Regions from separate parts of the Zea mays genome. Here region 1 is linked to region 2. A link is a contact called in public Hi-C data. All regions are on one chromosome and are shown on one strand. Each heading gives the region's core, a stretch centred on a gene start, on an enhancer-like site or on the middle of the called end of the contact. The rest is flanking DNA. Distances are from core to core; before and after follow the strand shown. Region 1 holds the start of LOC100280500 (CTP synthase). Region 2 holds the start of LOC100193578.

Evidence for each region. Hi-C and Micro-C count contacts between places; a contact is called where the count stands out from the background.
Region 1: a Hi-C map of bundle sheath shows a contact between it and region 2, with 3 times the contacts expected there. The contact joins the promoter of LOC100280500 here to the promoter of LOC100193578 in region 2. A contact is called at or near these places in 2 of 25 Hi-C or Micro-C datasets (bundle sheath and ear).

Annotation. Positions count from the first base shown.
Region 1 is chr3:130,725,071-130,729,539 of Zm-B73-REFERENCE-NAM-5.0, forward strand. It overlaps LOC100280500 (CTP synthase), which reads left to right and starts at 2,757. Exons shown (of 23, transcript NM_001153420.2): 1 at 2,757-3,039; 2 at 3,780-3,859; 3 at 3,945-4,031; 4 at 4,110-4,160; 5 at 4,251-4,368; 6 at 4,449-4,469. The coding sequence starts at 2,865. It also overlaps the pseudogene LOC103652184.
Region 2 is chr3:130,416,589-130,421,009 of Zm-B73-REFERENCE-NAM-5.0, forward strand. LOC100193578 reads left to right here and starts at 2,367. Exons shown (of 2, transcript NM_001358894.1): 1 at 2,367-2,448.

The sequences.
Region 1 (4,469 bases), core at 1,507-4,006, 310 kb after region 2:
CTTTGATGCAAAGCTGAATGCTAAAGATGGAAGACATGAATTATAGTTCTGTGATGAAAGAGTTCTGCTGAAGTTCAATATGTAAAATAAATAGTCATCCTTAGGCTTGAATCCGTACTCTATTGAAGTAACTAGCTGCCTAAAGGACTATGCAACAACTAACTCTGAAATCTGAAACTGACACATTTGTTGAATCTAATACCATGCTACCCTCCTATTTGGTCATCGTAAGTTCGTAACAAAACCTCTATTGTTTTCCACTTCATTCCTTACAGTTTTTTAATATTTTCTTCCCCAACAACTGCTTTCCATTGTTGTTTTAGCATGGTTGAACTAACGCATGTTAAGTCAAATTCAGTGAGCTGGATGCACTACTGCTCAGCTCAGTCCCTCGTAAGCCAAACATGTTTCCCCTAACCCCTCATTCTTTTTCTTGTTTGTTCAATGCCCCCCTCTCCCTCATTGCTTTCTTATTTGTCCTTTTCTAGGTCAGACCATGTTCTTCAGACCCCTATTCGAGGTTGGGTGATGGCAATTGTGAGTGAAGCAGAAAAATAATCAATCCTGTCTTCTGGACATAGTAGAGGAAGTATTTAACAACTACCTGAATGCCCTTTTCCCCTTTTTGCAGGTGATGGCTCTTTTAAGTGGTTTTGCAGGAGTATATACTGAAGTGTGTGACTCTATACTTCTAATCTTTTCATCATTTGTATTCTTGTTTTTTTGGAAAATACATTTGATACAAAATATTAATGATTTTTTAGGAATGTAATATATTCCTTTATTTTGAACAATCCAGGTTATCATCAAGAAAAATCCTTCAAGAAATATCAATGCACAGAATTTTTGGCTGTACATATTTGGGATGCTCTTCAATTTGGTTGCAATTTGTGTCCAGGACTTCGATGCTGTCATGAACAAGTTAGTGCAGATTTTCTTACATGTCCGACATTCATGTCACCTGTTACAGTTCATTATATTGATCATTCCATTTGAATATTTCATCTGGTGCAGAGGCTTTTTCCATGGCGAGGTTTACATGAGCACAACCATTATTTGGATAAAAAATATATCTAAGATGCTACCAGCTCAGACAATGATGCAAGAAGAGCTTTTACCATCGCTAAAAATGCAGAAATCTGAATGCCTTTTAACAAATCTAAAAACTCCTTAAAACCTGTAACACTATACTTGAACTTGTAGCCAATTAGCTGCAAGTTATTCATACACAAATCTGAATGCCTTGATAGATGAATTTGGGTAACTTTTTTCATTTCCTTCTAGAGCAAAGCAGAAGAGATGATCTGGAATCTCTTTGTTATGTGCTCATGTATTTATTTTTTATGCCTTTGAAAATAACTTGTCAAATTTTCTAAACAAGTCCTCTGTAAATCATATCCATCAGAGTTTACTACATATTTTCATTACTGTAGATCAATACGATTTGAAGATAAACTATATTACTCCTATTTGAAGAGACTCTTCTGTGACCTATTTATCTGCGAGGGTATGATTAAACATGAGAAATGTATAATTGATGTTCCTTGCATCTCTATTTTTGATGTGGCTTATTCTGTATACTTGTAGGGTACCAACTAGATTATGTATTTGATTGGACCATTATGAAGTATCCTTAGTTTAGTGATAAAAGCAAACTTCAGTTATACACACATGTAATTCATTTCCAGCTCACCATTGACCAATGTGATTTTCACTGGTTTGTGTTGGCATTATCGACATAGTGTTTGGGCCTTGCCGGATCTGCTATGACTAATGCCGGCCCATTCAGCCATCAAAATCTCTTCGAGCCGCAGCTCGTCGTTGGTTCGGTGTTCTGATCTCCAAGACTCCAAGGAGGTCCGACTTTCCTTTTGTAGTGCAAGGTTGCCTGTTCTCGCGGTCAAGGCAACCCAGCTTGCAAACTCTTCTACGTAAGAATGACCCAAAAGAACTATGACACTTCCCCCTGCTTGCTATACTGCTCAAACATTTAATGCCAACCTTGAGCATATAGCTGGTGTCAAATGGTTTGTTTTGACATAGTTGATTTCAAGGTTTGGACAAGTTTCAACAGTTATCACACATGCTGAATATCTAAACTGGTCTGAAACTCTGAATTAGTTGCATAGCAATTAGTTAGGTCACGATGTTGGATGCTGATTTTTTTTGTTCTGAACTCCTCTGGTCGAATCTCCACGGTACAACAAGTTGTGTGGCACTGGAGTTCTCACCACAACTTATGAAATTAAGGAACACGTTGTGTGGCACTGGAATTCTCACCACAACTTATGGAATTAAGGAAGGGGATGGTTAAGCCTCCTGCTGCTCCCATTGTTGGATGTTTGAAATGGTTGTATGTATGATATTTTCTAGGTGGACTTGAAGGATAAGACTGCTAAATATAACACACATTTTAATATAATACACATTTATACATAAATTATTGTGATATTATATGTTTCTGTTGCAATGCACATAAATTATCGTAGTATTATATGTTCTCGTGTTCTCGTGGTATTATATGTTTCTATTGAAATGTATAAAACATTTTCTCATAACAGTATAACATAAATTCCAGCATAATACATATTTATACATAAGTTATCGTGATATTATATGTCCCCGTTGCAACGCACGGACACTCACCTAGTTTACGGATCGATCGTCCTTTTCACCCCTAATCTGGGCCGCTACCAAACAAGCACAGTTGGCTGGAGAGCGGAGACACTGGTCGAGCCAGCGAGCGTGTGCGCTTGCTCTGACAGTTTGCCTTCTTCCCAACCCAACAGAAGCGAAGCATCTCTTCTCCCCCCTTCCCAATCGGGCTGCGGCATATCCCCTTCTCCGTCCTCCCGCCTGCCGCCATGTCTTCGCCTTCGCCCTCGCCGCCGGCGCCGGCGGAAGAGGAGGGCCGGGCGCCGACCAAGTACGTGCTGATCACCGGCGGCGTCGTCAGCGGCCTCGGCAAGGGCGTCACCGCCAGCAGCATCGGCGTCGTCCTCAAGGCCTGCGGGCTCCGCGTCACTTGCATCAAGATCGGTACGCGCTCCTCACTCACTTCCTCCGCGGCTTTTGCGAGGCGTTCCCCTCCCGGTGACCTTTATAACCCTAGAGCCGTTTCGAGCGGGGGGTGGTCGTTGCGAGATAGGTGTGTAGTGTTTACTGGATCGGGGTGATGAATGCGACCCGCTTCCGTGGTTCTGCTAGGGATTTAATCCTTTCCGGATTAGGTAATTAGAGTGGCAGTTTGTTGGGTTCTGCTTGGAGTCTCCGTGGCCATTCGCAATTCTTTACTGCTTCTTGGTGGAACTTGGGGGCAATGACTAGTAGTCAAAGATTACCTTGTTGGGGGTTCCAGTTACCTGTCACCTTGGCTTCTAGTGAGATGAAAATTGTTGCTACACCATGAATTCGTCAGCCCGTGCTCGTTGTCAGGTTTTAAAGGCTTGTTGCTGTCTGTCAGTCTTTTGTTGAGCTTTTTATGTGAACCTTTCGTTCCACTGAAGGTCGGTGTTGGGCCTTTTTAGTGATGTGGCGTGGCCTTCGATTGTCGTTTAATTGGCATGGTGCACTGTACGTCTGTACCTATGGTTTAAAACTCCTGAATGACTTTATGTGGTTAGCTTTTTAAAAGAATTCTGTCTAAAATGGGGCACCTTTAGGATCTCTTGTGTTATTTTCTTTCTGTGTGATTTTACAATACAAATGGTTTGCTCATGTGGATATTAAATCTCTTGGAGGGGCTTTGGTCTTAGTACTTTGCTCTCTTGTTTTTGTAGATCCATACTTGAACACAGATGCTGGTACAATGTCCCCCTTTGAGCATGGCGAGGTGTTTGTTCTTGATGATGGTGGAGAGGTATAGCTCCTTAATGCTTGCATTTAATACACATTCTTTAAACTCGCAGTCTCGGTGGTAGCTACCTAACATGCGGTATCTGTAGGTTGACTTGGATTTGGGGAATTATGAGCGTTTCATAGATGTTACTCTGACAAGGGATAACAACATTACCACTGGAAAGATATACCAGGTGAGTATCTTCTGCCTCAAGGAAATGCTTTCCTTTTCTCATTTAAGGTTGTAAACCGATAGTTTCTGCTTCTTTCAGTCTGTCATTGAGAAGGAGAGAAGGGGTGATTATCTTGGAAAGACTGTACAGGTAATTCTTCTGTGGCATTTATTACTCGAGTTGCATTGTACGGACTGCCCATATGCAAAATCTGAAACACCTATGGTTTCAAATATCCAGGTTATTCCTCATGTCACTGATGAAATAAAACAGTGGATACAGTCAGTGTCTTCGGTTCCTGTGGATGGGCAGACTCGTCCAGCTGATGTTTGTGTTATTGAATTGGGAGGCACTGTAGGTAGGGTTCTATGACATCTTACGATCTGACACTTCGTGATTACTAGTGTAGCAGATAAATTGATTTCTCTCTTATTTCAGGTGATATTGAGTCGATGCCAT
Region 2 (4,421 bases), core at 1,117-3,616:
CCGGAGCGCTGCTGCGGTGCCGTGCTCCGATCCCGCGTTGTTGGCCCACTCAGGGGCGACGCGTTGAGCTACTCTGGTGCACATGGTAAATACAAATTTCATTTGTAAATTGATTAATATTTACCATATATGACATGAAATATTTATGCATTGTTTTGGTGGTGCACCATCTTAATTTTTCTACTAGCTTTTGCCCCTGGGTCCACTGTCCGCCGCATCGTCGACCTACCCACCTCGCCCACACCATACACCTCAACCCGTCGGAGTGTCGCCCCCGTGTCCGCATGCTTTCGCCCTGTGCCTCGTCGTGCTGTCGCCCAAGCGCTTGTCGCGTCGTCGTCGTGTCCGTGCACACCACCCCACGCCTCGCCTCCTTGCCTCAGCACCCCATCCTCGTTTCATTCCCTCGGCCCGCACAACTTCCCCAACTTCTGCCGGTTCGAGGTAGTTCTTTCATCGTTAGTAAAATTCTCTCTAGGGTTTTTTTGCTATTCAATGTGAAATAGGTGCTCGGTGAATTGCTCGAACCAATTTTGCATCAAGAATCAATATATTGCATGTGTATGGTGGTTCAAAGCCGACGAAACATAGTTTATAATCTTATATATACTCGTAAGAAGTATAATAACAAGAACAAAGTCAACAAGCATAATTTATTTATTTTTTATATTTTAAATATGATTAAATTTATTACTTATTCATAATTAGTTTGTGCCAGAGAAACAAACAACTTCCAAGTTGAGATCAAACACTAGTACTGTAACACTAAGGCTACCTCTACCAGTTTACTCATCATTATTCTTATATTGAAACTCTGCTTTACGAACAGTGCAGTCTATAGTGCAAAATAATATTTTACATAGCGATATGGGTAAGCCTTGGAGGCAGTCGACACTAGTGCTCTAGCCTCAACATCGGATCACACAAACGCACACATAGAGACTAACAACCTAACACAACCCAAACTCGTGTATATACATAATAGGACAACTTAAGCTTCAACACAAAACCTAGGTCCTATGTGGCACAACTTATTTCACAGCTTTCTCGCAGATTTAAGAAGAAGATGACCGAACAGTAGGCTTCTGCAACAATTTATCAGTTTAAACTACTTCTCAAAATAAGCTAAAAACAATCAATAAGCAGAATCTGTCTTTCACCAGTTTTCTCAGATAAACTACTTTTACAATCAACAGAAGCTCTGCCAAACAGAATCCTAGCTAGTTCTAAGTCGAGATCGAAAGCATATGGATATAAAATGAAAGTAATCTTAATCTAAGTACACAGTTAAAGATATCTCGTATCTCTCATTCTGTTTGCTCTTCCTTTAAACGGATAAAATGCAAGATAAGAAACATTGTAGCCTAGAGCATGTTTGGAAACACGCCATTTTTTGGGTTTCTATCTTTAATTTCTAGATATTGGTTTATAGGGAAAAAAACTGGATGCACGCATTTGAGGCTAGTTTCTTGAAATCAATTTCTAAATTTTTCGATACACAAAGGCAAACCTATCTTTACTGAGCATAGATCTAGAAGCGATGGCAATCACCATAATTTTCACCAAACCAACTAATATTAATGTGTAATTTACTAGGCAAAAACTGATTTTAGCTAGAAAAGGCTAGTTTCTTGGTTTCTTAGAAACTGGGAATCCAGTTTCTAGAAACGGGAGCATAAACTGACATATTTAAAAACACCTTAGTTTTTATAAATCATTTTCTTAAAAACTGGATGCTTCCATACGTGCCCCTACTTGCAAGCAACGAACAAAGTGGTGAATCAGTTACCGCATTTGCGTGAGGCGACCGACATGTTTTAAGTTGTATGATGGCGTGTTAAATTATTTGTATGATGTCGTGTTAAACTAACGTGCCACGTCAATAAGAGATAGTTTGACTAGCCCTAAAAATAGCAAAATTATTTGTTTTTTCGGTAAATCTGTAATACGGCTGTTCTAATTTATAATTCGTTTGATTTATTTACGATAACTTTGATGATTCACCTTATTCAGAATTTTTAGAAAAAGTGAAAAATTTAAAATTATACTTAAACTATATTATATAATAAATAATATCACGGTACAAATTAATAATAATTATGATTTTTTTAATAAGATGAGTCAGTTAAAATTATAGGGAAATTTGGATCCATACCATTAAAAGATCACCACTTTGTATCCATACCATTACTATCTCACTTACATGTGAGTCCACATGAGTCAATGACATGTGGGGTCCATGGTATATATCTAAAGTTTGGATCTTTTAATGGTATAGATCCAATTGTTCCAAAATTATAAGATGAGACGATGAGTATTTGCCACCGTCAACTGGCTTGACCTCTTCGGAAAGGGAAAACGCCACCACACGCGGATCGAATTAGGCTCTCCGAGTCTCCGGTTCCCTCCTCTCGGCGGCGGCTCAGGTCCCTCTCCATCTCCGGCGTGGTGAGCTCCCCTCCTCTCCACCGTGCCCCGGATCTTACCTCCTTTCCCGGCTCCTTCTCCTACTCGGCTACGCGCCTGCTCGCGTTTTGAAGATAAGCTTAGCTCTTTCGGTTTCCTTTGCCGTCCGGATCTGGTCCCCCCACGGCGACGGGGCGCTGGGTTCGCGCGTCGGATCCGTTTCGGTGTGGGTGTCGAGGACGATTAAGGCGAGGGGATTAGGTCGTCGTGTCGATAGTTTGGCGTGGTGTGGATACGGCGGCCGCCTCTGCTTCTGGTCCTTGGGTGGGATGAAGGGACGCAATGGGCCAAGGGTCGTCTGCCGTGGAGTGTTGAGGGGCGGTGCACCGATCGAATCCGCAGCGAACAGTTCTGGTGTATTATTCTTATGCACCGGTGGCTGTTGGTCTGCGATGCGAGAGGGATGCTGGTGGTGAAAAAGAAGTGGTGCTTGTTGCATGGAAAATACTGTCTGGTGTACATATAAAGCCATTTCTTTTGGTGTGTAATAATGTTCTTTATTCAGTTTCTGCGGTCTGCTCAAGGATCTGAATTCATCAGGGATGGACTAGTATGCAAGCAAATGGGGTATTTTGAATCAACTTTGCTGGGATTGCAGTTTTTACTGATGTTAATAAACTAGATATGGGGATCTGGCTGCATTTGCTTCTGCCTTTAGATGGCGCAGATGCATAACCTACATCTTTGTGACATTTTGTGGTCTACCATGTTTTTATGTTCACGAGGGTTTGCATTATTCGTATTTTTGATTTAGATGCATTTCTGCTCCTTAAGCTGGAGACCAGGGTGCATCTAACCTATCACAAGTTTGTCAAGTGAGTGTAATCTTCTTGCTTAGCATTAGCCTTTGTCATGCGTAGCTTCTCAGGTACTAGGTCTTCGTTTCATAATGTACATGCACACATCACATATTCTGAATGTAGCAATAGGGAGAATGTACATTGACTGTTGTTTTGTGTTCTTCACTTCTCAGTATTTCTATGTTCATCTATAACCTGAATGAACTGAGGGTTCTCTGGCTCTCTGCTTTGCATAGAAAATTAACTACTAGACATGATTTTCATGGCATGCTTATGTTGTATTACCTTCATAGGTTAGGTTGGGAATCAGGCTGCATTTAATACTACCTCCAAATGATGCGTACTCTCAAGCCTAGGTTCTTGTGACATTGACTGATAGGAGCTGATACATATTGGATTTTCGGGTCTAGTTAGCATACGTTCAAATTGATTGTCCATCTTCAACTCTATGTTTAAAGTTTTGCAATGTGGATCATCGTGTCTTAATAGTCTTTGACAATTTCTAGTGTGTGGATGTAATTTAACCTGTATCCTATTCCTAGACCTGGGACTTACTCTGATGTGTGGAGGTTCTTTCACTTAATCACATGTTCTTAGGTCTTATCAGCTTGCTGTTGCTTTCCATTTCCATGTAGCTTCTAGGATACATGATATTTATGAGTAAGTATTGGTGCACATGAGTACATCACATCAGGTGCTGTGGTAGGGTGCCTCTTTAGATTGCCTCTTCATTGTACTCTTAGGATCAGATTGTTGCATTGCTTTTGCTACACTATATATGCATATGCACTTCCATTTGTTATACTGAACTATGAACTATGACATTGTATTCTTTTGCGTTGTTATTAATGAATTAATGTTAAAAATGGCTGCTGATGCTAGCCTGTAAACACTTTGGTAAAGTTCGCTAGCGCTTTGTCGTTGTCCAGACCCTAGGCACTTTACATGAGATTCTACGGTCTTACCTGTAGATAATTGAATTTATTTGTATTATAACTTATGCAAACGCGTCAATAGCGCAGTGCTAGGTCCTCTAGGTGGAGGTCGCCAACCAAGGTTCAAATTATGGGTTGCACGAAAAAAAGCCCCTTCTGTGTAACTGTCTTCGGAGACGTATGTGCTGCAGGCACGCCCTGGGCAGCCAGGTTTTGGGCT